Regions from separate parts of the Mus musculus genome. Here region 1 is linked to region 2. A link is a contact called in public promoter capture Hi-C data. All regions are on one chromosome and are shown on one strand. The core of a region is the stretch at or near the end of the contact, and the rest is flanking DNA. Distances in the headings are between cores, read along the strand shown. Region 1 has its middle 11 kb from the start of C030016D13Rik. Region 2 holds the start of Rcl1 (RNA terminal phosphate cyclase-like 1).

Region 1 (6,971 bases), core at 2,714-5,213, 1.7 Mb before region 2:
CCAACAAAGATAAGAATTAATGTGTAATATCCTTGTTTCTCTAAGTAGACTGTCCTGGACACACATGTCTTTTTTTTTTAATTGACTGAGATTTCTTATAATGATTAATTCCCATGAGAAGTTGAAAAATATAAATTTGAACTGTATCACAAAATCTGTTTGGGAAATGCTTGCTTTTTTCTTTTTCAATTCAGCATGATTGCTTCTCTCTCTCTCTCTCTCTCTCTCTCTCTCTCTCTCTCTCTCTCTCTCTCTCTCTCTCTCCCTCCCTCCCCCTCTCCCTCCCTCCCTCCCTTCTTCCCTCCTTCCCTCCCTTAAACATAAGGTATGTTCAGTGTCATCTCCCACACACCTCCCCTCCCCCCTAACTTCTTTAGAATTCAACTTAATGTGTTTTCAGTTTAGGTTTTCTGTTTCTCACCTGCCTATGCAGGAATAAAGGGAATAGTAATGTGAAGCATCAATAAACATTTAGCAAAGATGGTTTTATTTTCAGAATCTATTAGAATAATAAATCCATGGAAACAGAGCCATCATCGATGCATTTTCCTTTAGTAAAGAACTGTTTCACAGTAAGGTACGTTGTCTTTTGTCATACCTCAGGTTTCTTAAAATGTGAGCTAGTGAGTCTAACCACTACTATTCCATTATGTTCTTGTTGTCCAGTAAACATGAAGTCAACCTTGTCCTTGTTTGCTTTTAGTGTGACATGCTTTGGAGCAAGAGGAAAGTGATGTGCCCAGGGTAAAGGTTGATCTGATAGTTGTACTAGTGCCACCTCTAATGATTTGTCACATCAACATGTGATGGGAAAATGCAATAAAAATGAGCACTACCTAAAGCCTACACTCGGTCACTCACACACAGCACAGTGCACGGTGCTGGGATGTTGTACGTAACAATTCCGCAGCACATAGCAGTTCTGAGCTCTTAAACCAGAATAAGGATAAAAAGGAGGCTTGTAGTGTAAGCGTTTAACTTTCGCTTTTGCACTTGATGAAAGCTAGTTCCTTTACTAAGCCCCGATTTGTTTTACGTTATGATTTCTTTAACCCACAAGCAATAAAGACACAATGACAAAGCATACATTTCGTCACTAGATGAACAGAGAAGAAACTTCTGCTTTCAAGAATAACATCCTTAAAAAAAAAAAAGATTTATTGTTGCCTCTGTTTCTCTCCCTCTCTCTCTTTCTGTCTCTGTCTCTGTCTCTGTCTCTCTCTCTCTCTCTCTCTCTCTCTCTCTCTCTCTCTCTCTCTCTCTCTGTGTGTGTGTGTGTGTGTGTGTGTGTGTGTGTGTGTGTGTGTATTTCTGTGTGTGGATGCCACTACTTATGTGTGGGAGGCCTAGCAGCCCAGGATAGGGGACTTGAGCCCCAGACCTGGAGTTACAGGCAGTTGTGAGCCGATTGCTAAACCCAAGTCTTCTGGAAGAAAAGCACGTGTTCTTAGTGAGGGAAGCATCTCTCCAGCCCCAGCGAATAATTTTCTAATTGTCATTACAATTTCGCCTTTAAAAAATAATAAAAATTTAATTTGGACCTTATAATAATAACCTAACCCCCTTTCTGCATGTGCCATTGCTTTTTGTGATGAAGGGAAAATTGAACTCCACCTGTGGCCAGGTTGCAGATACCTGATAGATTTAAAGGGACAAGAGATTTATCCTGGGGGTGGGGGAACTTTGTGAAGGAGGAGTGAGTAGGAAAATGGAATCTGTTGTGTGTGTGTGGGGGGGGGGATTTAGACCTGACAACTGTGAAGGGAGAGACAGAAGGAGGTGACTGTGGTGAGAAGCCTTCAAATAACAAAAGCTCCAAGGAAGTCTTGGCTAAGCAACAGAGTAGATACTTACTGTGAAAGAAGGCCTGTAGGGTAGGAACATCTGGGCTCTAGTGTACCTGCTGCATTCAACCACTGGCTAAGAGGGTGTCTTAGTCATGGTTTCTATTCCTGCACAAACATCATGACCAAGAAGCAAGTTGGGGAGGAAAGGGTTTATTCAGCTTACACTTCCATACTGCTGTTCATCACCAAAGGAAGTCAGGACTGGAACTCAGACAGGTCAGGAAGCAGGAGCTGATGCAGAGGCCATGGAGGGATGTTCTTTATTGGCTTGCTTCCCCTGGCTTGCTCAGCCTGCTCTCTTATAGAACCCAAGACTACCAGCCCAGAGATGGCACCACCCTCAAAGGGACATTCCCCCTTGATCACTAATTGAGAAAATGCCTTATAGCTGGATCTCGTGGAGGCATTTCCCCAACTGAAGCTCCTTTCTCTGTGATAACTCCAGCCTGTGTCAAGTTGACACAAAACTAGCCAATACAGAGGGTCTAGGAAGAACATAGATATAGCATTCATGTCACCGCGATTCCTGAAATCATGGCACCGCTAGTTCCAAGTTCTTCCTTGAGAAGCACTCAGAACAGTTCACTCCCATGGCTACCAGAGTCCAACCCTCAAATAATCTATCTCTCCGCTATACTGGGAAGCAGACCCTCCAAAGTCCCTACAACAGGGCCTCAAGGGCTTCCTTCTCTGCTCTTCATTGAAACTCATCTCACCTTTCGCTACCTATACGGTTCTGAGAGTGGGCTTACATAGATATTTGCACTGTTTCTAACCATACTTTTCTAAGGCTTTGCCACATGTCTACAGCTACAATGGGGGCTAAAACCCCCTGCAAGACATCTAAGTGGGTCAGTGGGCTCTTCATCCTCTTCTTCCTGTCTCTAGTGTATAGAGGCAGCCATAACTTCTACTAACCAGAGTTAATTTTCCTGGCCATGAGAGTGATTCCTCTTCTTATCTGCTGGTCTTGGATACAACCAGTTCAAAATATCTAGGTGATGTCCATAATTCAATGGACTTCCTCTCTCCTCTGGCAAGTGTGTCCCTATTGGGAAAATTTTTTCATTATTTATTTTCACCTTGCAGATCCTATCGTTTGAGACAGGAAGCATGATTTTTTTTTTCCAAGAGGGACACAGAGAATGAAGGTAACTGTCTCCATTCAGAACTGCCATCCCTTGGTCCCTAGACACATGTATCATCTTTACACACATGCATTATTTTGAGGAGCATACCACTTGCTCTGTATTCTGGAAGGCAGTACTTCATTTTCACAGATGTTTATCTCTCAGCCAGTGTTTCGGCTATGTCTCCAACAAGCCAGCATCATGCTTTGTCAGGTTGCCTGTATCTGGGTAGTACAGGGTGTGATACGGCCCATGAATCTCAAGGCACAGGCCCCACTGCTTCTGCTTCACTCTGATGCACATCTCCCGTGTACAGACTATGTTCTGTAGAATTTGTGCCCAAGGACCAGGCATTTCACAGGCTAGTAGATTCAAGTCTTAGTGGAGGCTCTGTGAATGGCAAAGGACAACGCATAATTAAAATTGGGCATTGCTTCTGTCAGAAGGAACTGGTGGTCCCTTCAGAATGAGTAGAGCTTGTGTCATGAACTTGCCACCAAGTGGCCTGCCTACTGGTTTCTTTGTGTAAAAGTGCCATAGAGTGTCCTTTACTGGCTTTTGGCCACTGGAAGTAGCAGTTACATTTGTCTTGGTTAGTGACTATTTGTGCTGTGGGCCTATATCTAGAGATTCCATCTCTGCCACCCTAGTTACTCCATCACTACACCCATCATATCCATAGCTGGAGACTAATGTCAACTGGCTAAAGTGATTGTTCAGTGACTCTTCCTTTGTGGATATGTATCAGCATGCAAAAATGTCACCATGTCACATCCATGCTCACGGAATTCCTGGCAGCCTTACTGCAGTGGCCCACTTTGTAGAGTTCACTGCCTGCCCTATGGGACACCTGTTTCTAATCAAGGTCTCTAGCATTCCAGCCATGCCTTTGTTTTATTGATGTACTGGTATGAAGTGACATTCTGCGTAGTGTCCAGATGGCCCAGAGCTCTTCGGACTAAATTAAGACAGAGGGTGGGCGAGCTAACATAGCCCTGGTACAAAACTAGAAATGAATGTTGTTCACTCAAAGTAATTTGAACGGCTTCTCATCCTATTTTCCAACTGCTTTCATTATCTTTTACCATCTGCTATGGTAAACTCAGGCATTCGGGAAGCCATATAACAATGGCTCTGCTCTGACCTTTGGAGATCATGCCAAGGTGTTAAGAAGCATGCCTTGAGAAAGTGACCCTAAGTATATCTTCGCATGTTTATTTTTTTCCCTTTAGTCCCTTGTAATTCAGTCTCTCAGTATTCTGCCTTGGACAGTGTGCACAGGGAAACTCTTGAAAGTCTGCTCTAGGATAATCACTCTCATCAGGCCCAGCATTGCTGCTGGGATTTAATCTTAGTTATTGCTCTGATGGCTGAGAGGCAACGGGGCAGCTGTTGGCTGGGGAGAGAAGAGAGGGGTTCTTACAAGGAGAGACATTTATATGTCTCCTGCATGGGGTGGGGGGTGGGGGATCTAGGTTTTGGCTGGGGTGCTCCGTACTGACACTGGGTATCTACTCACGTCCCTAGCTCACGTTTCAGTGTCTCAAGTTTTTTCAACCAGCACACTGACCTGACTATAGTAGACCACAGTGGCTGAATACTTGCAAGAGTCTTTAGATTCGTGACTTTTAAATGTGTTTTCTTTCAGCTTGTCCTTTTGCCTACAGGAGGTAGAAGCCTATTTGAAATCTACCAAATGTCCAATGGCCCTCCTACTAGGTCTTCATTGCTAAAGACACCCTGCTACTCATTACTCTTCTTCAGGAAATCATTCAACTCCATTGACAGAACATTTTGTCAAGGTTTGAATATGAAATGTCCCCACAGGGCCCTGTGTTTCAACCGTTGGTCCCCAGCTAGTGTTTAAAGAAGTTGTAGAACCTTCAGGATTTGGGACCCAGCTGAAGGAAGTAGGTTGCTAAGAAACTGGCCTTGAGGGTTAAAGGTCATCATCACATCCATCTTGGTGTCATCACTGATTCCTGACTGCCAAGCTTCAGTCTAAATTGAAACCCCAGAGATGTAGGTTCTAATCTCAGGGAAGGGATTAGTGAGAATTCTGGGCAAGCAGGCCAAAAACAAAGCTTCATTCTTTGGTGTCCTTTCCTGTGGGCTGCCACCAGAAGGTGTGGCCCAGATTTAGGGGAGTCTTTCTCATCCACTTATCTAAGAAACTCCCTCCCAGGAGCACTCAGCAGCTTGGGTTTCAGTCGCTTCCCATCTGACAACCAAGATTAGTCACTGCATCACCGTAAATCGGGAGCCAATACAAACCTCTCCTCTCCTAGGTTGTTTCTGTAGGGCATTACAGTACATGGACAAAAAGCATAATTGAAAGCTTCCAAATGCCTGAGCCACTGACTGCTCTGGCAAGAGTATTTTCATCAGACATCCTAGCCCACGGATAGTGATTTGCTTAGCAACTTAGCAGCCATGCTGCCCTTTGGACCATGTGTGCCCCATATTCAGTTTGGATTGTGGTCCTCCTTGCCACAGTGAATGGCAAGGAGGTAGTGAATGGGTCACTCTCAGAATTCCATCCTGCTTCCAACGTTGTGGAACCATGTTTGGTACCAGTTTTGTTAGCTTGTCTGTTGCAATAAGTGGAAATAAAGGCTATAAAGGTTATAAAAGAAATAGCCTGTGGAAGAGAAAGGATGAAAGAGGTTAAGAGAGAGCCTCTGTTAGGATTGTGTGGACTTCTGGGGAAAGGCTTTGGCTAAGCTGTTGGTGGAGGGCAGGGACACCTCTAAACTCCTACAGTGAATAGGACAAATCCCCACCCACAGCAACATTCTACAAACCTAAACATCCCTATTGCCAAGGCTGAAAAACCATGGTCCATAGCCTCCAGTCTTAAGCTAGAGAAAGAGACCACAGAAAGCCTTACTGCCTGGTAGGGACCTGACGTTTCTAGTTTGGGGGAGTCATTAGGTTCACCTTGAGGGAAAATAACTGCAAGAAACTTAATGCAAGATTATTCTTCCCTCCTTTGTCTTCCTAGATTTGCAATCGTGCTGGCAGAGCAAGTTGTTCCACTGAAACCTATTTATGACAGCCGGCAGTTAGAAGACTTCTAAGCAGAACCTTAATTTTTAAAATCTCAACACTCAGTGACATTTTCAGCTATGTAAGTGTTTGGGGTCAGGGCATGCTCCTTAGGCCCAGGTATGAGCTCACTTGTTCTCGGAGTTAAACTACCACCATCTGCCTCAAAATAAGTATGCATGTGGGGTGTGTGTGTGTGTGTGTGTGTGTGTGTGTGTGTGTGAATGCAGCAAACACACCATGGCATACACACACACACACACACACACACACACACACACCATGGCAGCAAACACCTTTAATCCATTAAGCCATCTCACCAGACCTAATTACCAACCTTTGAGTGTGACTTCCACCAGGCAGTACAATCACTAAAGCAGGACAAGAATTTTCAGAGAACATTGGGAACAACAGCTTCATTCATTTATTCATTCATTCAAAAAATAGCTTGTGCAGAACCCAGAATATGCTAGGTCCTGAGTGAATAATGCAGCTTGGGGTCTGTTCCCAAGCTTTGTCGGTTAGTGATCTATTGAGACAAGACAGAAAAAGAAATGCGATCTAAATATGAAGAAGCAGTGGCGATGGTTAGGCATGGGATAGACAGCGTTATTTACAGATGGCTTCTGCTATATTTGTGTGAAAGAGTCTGGAATTTGAGTCAGAAGACAGATTTAAGTTCCACCTCGGAGACTTACTGGATGGCCAGGTCAGTTATCTGATTGAGGCTCCTGTAAAATGGGGACAGAAACCTGTTGTCCCATCTCTTGTGGTGACACAGCCCAGAAGTGCTTTGGTCAAGCTGCCAGTTTCTGAACTGGTAGTATCTTCCAGCCCTGGCTGTGCCTTGTAATCACTTAGTAACTTAAAACCGTCCGATGCTTAGATGGACCCCCATCCACCCCACCCCTCAGGCTATGTCATAGTTCATGCTGGGGGGGCATGC
Region 2 (6,917 bases), core at 4,402-6,901:
GCATATATTAAACAGTGCAATCAAGAGGTACAAAGGAAAGATAGATCAGTAAAAGCTAAGGCTTCCAAGTCAGTGACTCTTTTTTTTTTTTCGAGACAGGGTTTCTCTGTGTAGCCTTGGCTGTCCTGGCACTCACTTTGTAGACCAGGCTGGCCTCGAACTCAGAAATCCGCCTGCCTCTCCCTCCCAAGTGCTGGGATTAAAGGCATGCGCCACCACGCCCAGCTGAGTCAGTGACTCTTAAACATCAGCATACATCAAATTCCCTTGAAGGGAGAGCTGGGAAGATGGCTCAGCAATAAAAGGTGCTGGGCAGGAAGTCTGGCAACTTGAGCTTAATTCCTGGGACCCATAGAAGGTGAAGGTGAGAACTAGCTCTACAATACTGTCCTCTGACTTCCACATGCATGTTACACACACACTGTTTAATAATTCTATGCGAGTCATATTTTTATTAACTCACTAAGTTTTGAGAATACAGTAAAATATTTCTCTTCTTATTGTCATGGAAACCTGTCTTATAAGAAACTTCTGGACCTGTCTTCATTGGATGCAAAGTGTTTTCTTACACACTCTGGACCCACCCTGTACTGGCTAGTTTTGTGTCAAGTTGACACAGGCTGGAGTTATCACAGAGAAAGGAGCTTCAGTTAGGGAAATGGCTCCACGAGATACATCTGTAAGGCATTTTCTCAATTAGTGATCAAGGGCGAAAGGCTCCTTGTGGGTGGAACCATCTCTGGGCTGGTAGTCTTGGTTCTATAAGAGAGCAGGCTGAGCAAGCCAGGGGAAGCAAGTCAGTAAGAAACATCCCTCCATGGCCTCTGCGTCAGCTCCTGCTTCCTGACCTGCTTGAGTTCCAGTCCTGACTTCCTTGGTGATGAACAGCAAAGTGGAAGTGTAAGTTGAATAAACCCTTTCCTCCCTAACTGCTTCTTGGTCATGATGTTTGTGCAAGAATAGAAACTCTAACTAAGACAGAAATTGGTACCAGCATAGTGGGGTATTCCTGTGACAACCTGACCATGTTTTGGGGAGGACTGTGGAAGGACTTTGGAACTTTGGGCTTGAAGATCTATTCAGTGTGAAGAACTCTGTGGGATGTTGTGTAGGAGTTTGGAAAATAATGTTGAGAACTGTGCAGAAGATGAAGGCCTGGCTTGTGAAATTTCAGAGGGAAGATTAAAGACTCTTTTCAGGGCCATTGCTATTTTGTTTGTGAAGATTCTGTGGTTCTGGTTAGCTGAGGCTGAAGAATCAGCTGTGATGAACAAGATACCAGAACTACCAAAGCAAAAACTTTGCATTACTGGGACTATTGATGCTGGTTAGCTGGAGCTAAGAAATTAGCGGTGATTAAGAAGAGACCAGCATCATTGAGGTGAAATCTTCTGGGAAGTGTTTTCTGAGAGCACAGAGGCTGTGTTCCAGAGATAGCCAAGGTTGTACCTTGTGTTGCAGTGGGACTTGGTAATGTGTAAGAGTCACCCAGATGGTATTGGTTTTGAAGGCATGAAGGGGTCATGCAGAGCAGTTGAGGCTCGGCACTGTGAGAGGCCATGGAAGGCCATTGGTGAAGGTGTAGCCTCAGTTGCATTTGATGGCCCAGGACTAAAGGGATCATGCAAAGGAGTTGAGGCTTGGCACCATGAAGAGAGCCTATGAGAGGCTATTGTTGAAGCCAAGTTACAGTGGAAGACAGCAGCAGTTTGGAGATGCCAGTACCATGAGATGACCACCAAGAACATCAGCAGCAGTGGACTACAGGCAGCTGGAGCATAGAAGACAACATGTATGCTACAAAGGGCATGGCTGGAGAAGTGACCCAAGCCCTTGGAGGAGCCCAGAAGATCGTGAGTTGGATCCCAGACATTGGATGGTTGGAGATTGATTTTTGCTTTTGATTGTGACTGTGACCTGATATTTTTCCCTCTTGAAGGAAGTTTTTTAGTGAAGCCCACTGTCTTAGTCAGGGTTTCTATTCCTGCACAAACATCATGATCAAGAAGCAAGTTGGGGAGGAAAGGGTTTATTCAGCTTACACTTCCACTTTGCTGTTCATCACCAAAGGAAGTCAGGACTGGAACTCAAGCAGATCAGGAAGCAGAAGCTGATGCAGAGGCCATGGAGGGATGTTCTTTACTGGCTTGCCTCCCCTGGCTTGCTCAGCCTGCTCTCTTATAGAACCAAGACTACCAGCCCAGAGATGGTCCCACGCACAAGGGGCCTTTTCCCCTTGATCACTAATTGAGAAAATACCCCACAGCTGGATCTCATGGAGTCACTTCCCCAACTGAAGCACTTGGGAGGCAGAGGCAGGTGGATTTCTGAGTTCGAGGCCAGCCTGGTCTACAGAGTGAGTTCCAGGACAGCCAGGACTATACAGAGAAACCCTGTCTCGAAAAAACCAAAAAAAAAAAAAAAAAAATTTAAGTCTCTTAATGGTGGGTGTACTGGCTAGTTTTGTGTCAACTTGACACAGGCTGGAGTTATCACAGAGAAAGGAGTTTCAGTTGGGGAAATGCCTCCATGAGATCCAGCTGTAAGGCATTTTCTCAATTAGTGATCAAGAGGGGAGGTCCTCTTGTGGGTGGGGCCATCTCTGGGATGGTAGTCTTGGGTTCTATAAGAAAGCAAGCTGAGCAAGCCAGGGGAAGCATGCCAGTAAGTAACATCCCTCCATGGCCTCTGCATCAGCTCCTGCTTCCTGACCTGCTTGAGTTCCAGTCCTGACTTCCTTTGATGATGAACAGCAACATGGAAGTGTAAGCCGAATAAACCCTTTCCTCCCTAACTGCTTCTTGGTCATGATGTTTGTGCAGGAATAGAAACCCTAACTAAGACACACCCTCATTGAGTAGAAGGTCATTTACACAGAAGTGATGAAAGTCTATACAGAATCTGCCCAAACATAGTTTTGAGTAGTCATTGTAAGCACTTGAGGACATAGAAACTCATGGTTAAACTGGAGCACAATAGTTCCAGACTGAGTCGGATAAAACGAGCCCTGGGATCCCTGAAGACTAAGGAGGAAGGATGAGAAATGGCAGGAGGTGTGGTTTTTAAGAAGCTTTGTCTGTGTAGTAGGAAAAATTTATTTCTCCCAATGTCCTATGGCTTAGTCAAGTAGATTTTGGTCCTTATAAGTAGAGAAGTGTTACAGAAGCAATCACGGAGTGAGACACATTTCATTTACCATTTAGTTAGGCAGAAGGTCCTAGGAACAAATTAATAAATTGTACAGAATATAAACATAGGCGGCATTCTACAGAGCTGTGCTGTAAGCTTCTATTCACTTACAGTCCAACTTGTGAGCTATCTTGGTGTGAAGACAAAATAAGGTCCCATAGACAAGACTCTCAGTGTGGTACCTGCTGGCACTCACTCTGTAATATCATGCAAACATTTGTTGTGGGTTGCTAATTCGTTACTGCTCAGGGATGTGCAGTCGTAGCTATCTAAACTAAAACAGCAATGTCTGTACCACACTGAATGACTTTCAGTTACTTATTATTGTGTAACAAATCACCCAACCCCGTAGCTGGCACTAATTTGTGGCTATGCAATGTGGACAGGACTTGGTGAAACAGCTCATCTTTACCTCAGATGGCATTAGTGAAGGTGCTACCAAAGACCAGTCAGGGAGTCTAGGGGTGATGAGTGAAACTGTCTGCTGGCTTACTCGATACCCTGTCTGGCACTTGATTCTGGCTACTGGGCCAGTTAGCTCTCTTCTATGTGGCTTTTGCTGCATTCCAACTATGCTGAAGACGCTTCTCCCCTACCCCCGCATCCCCCAGAAGGTTTAGAAGTCTAAAAGAATAGCTTAGTAAATGGAGCTGTCATTGTGATTCTGCCATTTACTGTGTTGCTTACAACAAGCTCCCCCTCCCCCTTCTACATCTCAGTTCTCAGATTTTATAAGTCAGGACTTATTCTCAATTGCCCAGAAGACGCGGAGGCAAAAAATGAGAGTGGACATAATTTATTTGAGAGTTATTTCTAGCACGTATCAGAGAGAAGCTGGGAAGGGATACAGGGAAAGAAGCCAGGAGATGGTGCTTAACCAAGAGGATGCCACAGCCAGAAACTGGAGCTGAAAGGACACCCCAGAGTTACCTCCTGGATGTGCAAAGAGAGCCTGGGTATTTCCATGTCAGCCCAGGACAGTCATTGCCTGAAGACTAGGAGAATTGATACCTCAGTACTATTGGCCTGCAATTCCAGGTGGGTTTGAAAATCTAGAAGCAGAGGTGAGACGCTGATGGAATAAAACTCAGAAGGTCTCCATTGAAAGCAGTGAGCTCTGAACGGATGTGAGCATTCTTTATTGAATAATATCTTTTTTCTAAAGACTATTGAGTAATTAAACGAGATAGCATTAAAAAAGAAAATGAAAAATCCATTCCTGATGTGAAAGTACCCCTGGTGCTTTAGTATTCTTCACAACAACGTTTAGAGGAGAGCCTATGGGTCCTGGAGCTTTTCCAAAGAACGCTGCCTGTCAGATGCCGCTTAGCTGTGTAAAGGCAGTCTTAACAGAATGGCGTTGTGGTAAGTGGGTTAGCTGCCTCAGTGGATTTCAGGGCTGATCCGTAGACTCTTCTCTGATGGCCACTGATGCTCCTCGGGGTTTCCTTGGGACTCTCACTCGCTTAGGATGGCCCCCTTTTTTTTCTTTCTCCAGCTTCTACTCCATCCTTCACTGTGCTTTCTGGGACTTAAGGTCTGGGGTTACAGCCCGTGAATGGCTGGCTGTAAACCTAACACTAAGACCACTGCGTTCCTAAGTTGGTAGTCATTTGATTGTTTTTTTAATGGAGGCGTGAAACAGTACAATATTTAGAAAGGTTTTGTAGTGCAAGCTTGGATGACAGGACAGATGGAAAAGCAAGATCTCCACCCACCCATCCCCCGTGCATGCATGAGCATGTATGTCTTGAAGTTATTGCAACTGTCCATTTTGAGTCATGCGAGGTTACAGATATGTCTTGACACCAAACTCAAAGAATATGAACGAAGGGGCAGCTGAGAAAGGGACAAAGAGAGGCCCCTCATTACAAAATAAGCAGCGGTCTCTTGTCTAAAGGCTCGGGGTCCTAGTTCAGGCAGCCTCTGACAGCTTGGCAATTTCCCGGGAGTGAAAGATTGCAGGCTGCACCTCAGAGGATTTCGGCTCAGACCCAGACAAGGCGCCTACAACAGGGTAAGCGTGTCAATCCTGTTCTCTTCGGTGGCAGGAAAACGCGGGAGAGGCTAGCTAGCATCCTTGCCCGGGGCTGCCGTAGGTACGTTGCTAAGTACCACCAGCTGTGGGCACCCAGGCGGAGCCATTGCCTCCTTTATCGCATAGGCCGTGAAAGTCCGGCACAGACAGACAGACAGACCCCCAAGGCGTCTGGGCGCCGGGGTTTCCCCGCAGCACTAACTGGGTCCCTCCAGCCGCGCGCTGTTGCTGGGGCCCGGGCACCGCCCTCTTTCACTACCGGCCAATGGCAACGCGGCATGAGCACCGCCCAGCTACAGCGCAGACCAATGGCGACGCAGAGAGGGCAACACCCAGATCCCTCGTGGGCCAATGGTAGTGTGCCTCGGAGGCCGGGCCGCCCCAGCCAGGGGAGGAGGCGGGCGGGCGGCCGCTGGCTCCGCCCCGCTCCCCTCTGACCCGGTGTCTAGTCGCTCTGTCTTCCTGTTCTAAACCACGTGGACGCGTCGGGGGCTGCCTTGGTCCTGGTCGCGCTCCCGGGTCCCGGGTCCCGGGCCTCTGCGGACGGCGCGCACATGGCGACCCAGGCGCACTCACTCAGCTACGCGGGGTGTAACTTCTTGCGCCAGCGGCTGGTCCTGTCCACCCTGAGCGGGCGACCGGTCAAGATCCGCAGGATTCGCGCCAGGGACGACAACCCGGGCCTCCGAGGTGACTTGGGAGGGGGCGCGAGGAGGGAGGACCCGGGGTCGTAGCCCGGAGTGGCCACTGGGCGCGTGGGAGGGATGGTGGTCGGGCGACAGATCTGTCCGCGAGCTGCGCCACGCGTGGAAGGATGCCCTGTGGCTCCTGGGCACGGGTAGTAAACAGCTGCACGTTTTCCTGGCTAGCTTGTTGCTACGAATCGTAGGCATCGCCCACTCGCTTCCCTCTCTTGAGTCTCTTGCTTTCGCCATAAACCTCCCTGGAGAAAAACAAACAGTTTATTGGACCAACATCTAGTGATTGAGTGAGACATTAGAGAGAAAAGTACCACAGATTGGTTTCCCAATCTCATCCAAAGCAGGTCTCTGAAACCGCTGCCCCGCTTGGACACCAGTTTTTGTCGCCATTATTTATCTCCTCCCCCCCCCACCACACCCCCGCCCTATCTCTTCGGAAGTGTATTATAAAATTTTATTTTTAAACGATGCGCTTGTTTCTATTAGTCACCGATGTGCGCAGTAGCGAAGCTTTGTAATAGGGTTTTGTTTTGTTTTTCTTGAACCGGAGTCTCATGTTGCTCAGGTTGCCTTCAAACTATGTATGTAACTGAGGATGCCCTTCAAGTCCTGTTCCTTCTACCTCCCCACCTCCCGAGTGCTGGGATTACAGGTCTGCTCCTGAGCGCTCAACCAAGATAGTTTTTACGTCGTAGACGTAGTTGTCTTGGCTTAAGGAAAAGGAAGGCCAAACATTAAACTGCAGGCTTCAAAGGTCTTATTGATTTATCTGTCTCACAAAGGTAGATAGATAGGTTGAACCCATCATTTGAACCCGCGTCTTGTTAAATGGCTTTGGTTTGCAGCTGTTCCCCTAGAATTTAGGTGCGTGTTCAAAAGTGTCTCCAAGATCCCTTCTGATAAAGACAATTGAACCAATTAAAACCAAAAAGAGAAAAAAAAAAAAAACTATCAGTAGCCTGAAAGGGGGGGGGGGGTTGTAGTTCGTT

Evidence for each region. Promoter capture Hi-C pulls out the DNA fragments that hold promoters and counts their contacts.
Region 1: a promoter capture Hi-C map of hippocampal neurons shows a contact between it and region 2, with 8 times the contacts expected there. A contact is called at or near these places in 6 of 39 promoter capture datasets (the 3T3-L1 cell line, frontonasal cranial neural crest, hippocampal neurons and 2 more) and 3 of 130 datasets of targeted methods (embryonic forebrain, forebrain and neural tube).

Annotation. Positions count from the first base shown.
Region 1 is chr19:27,437,433-27,444,403 of GRCm38.p6, forward strand. No RefSeq gene overlaps it. Among named protein-coding and RNA genes, the nearest start is that of C030016D13Rik, 11 kb to the left of the region's middle.
Region 2 is chr19:29,095,724-29,102,640 of GRCm38.p6, forward strand. Rcl1 (RNA terminal phosphate cyclase-like 1) reads left to right here and starts at 5,652. Exons shown (of 9, transcript NM_021525.2): 1 at 5,652-5,917. The coding sequence starts at 5,782.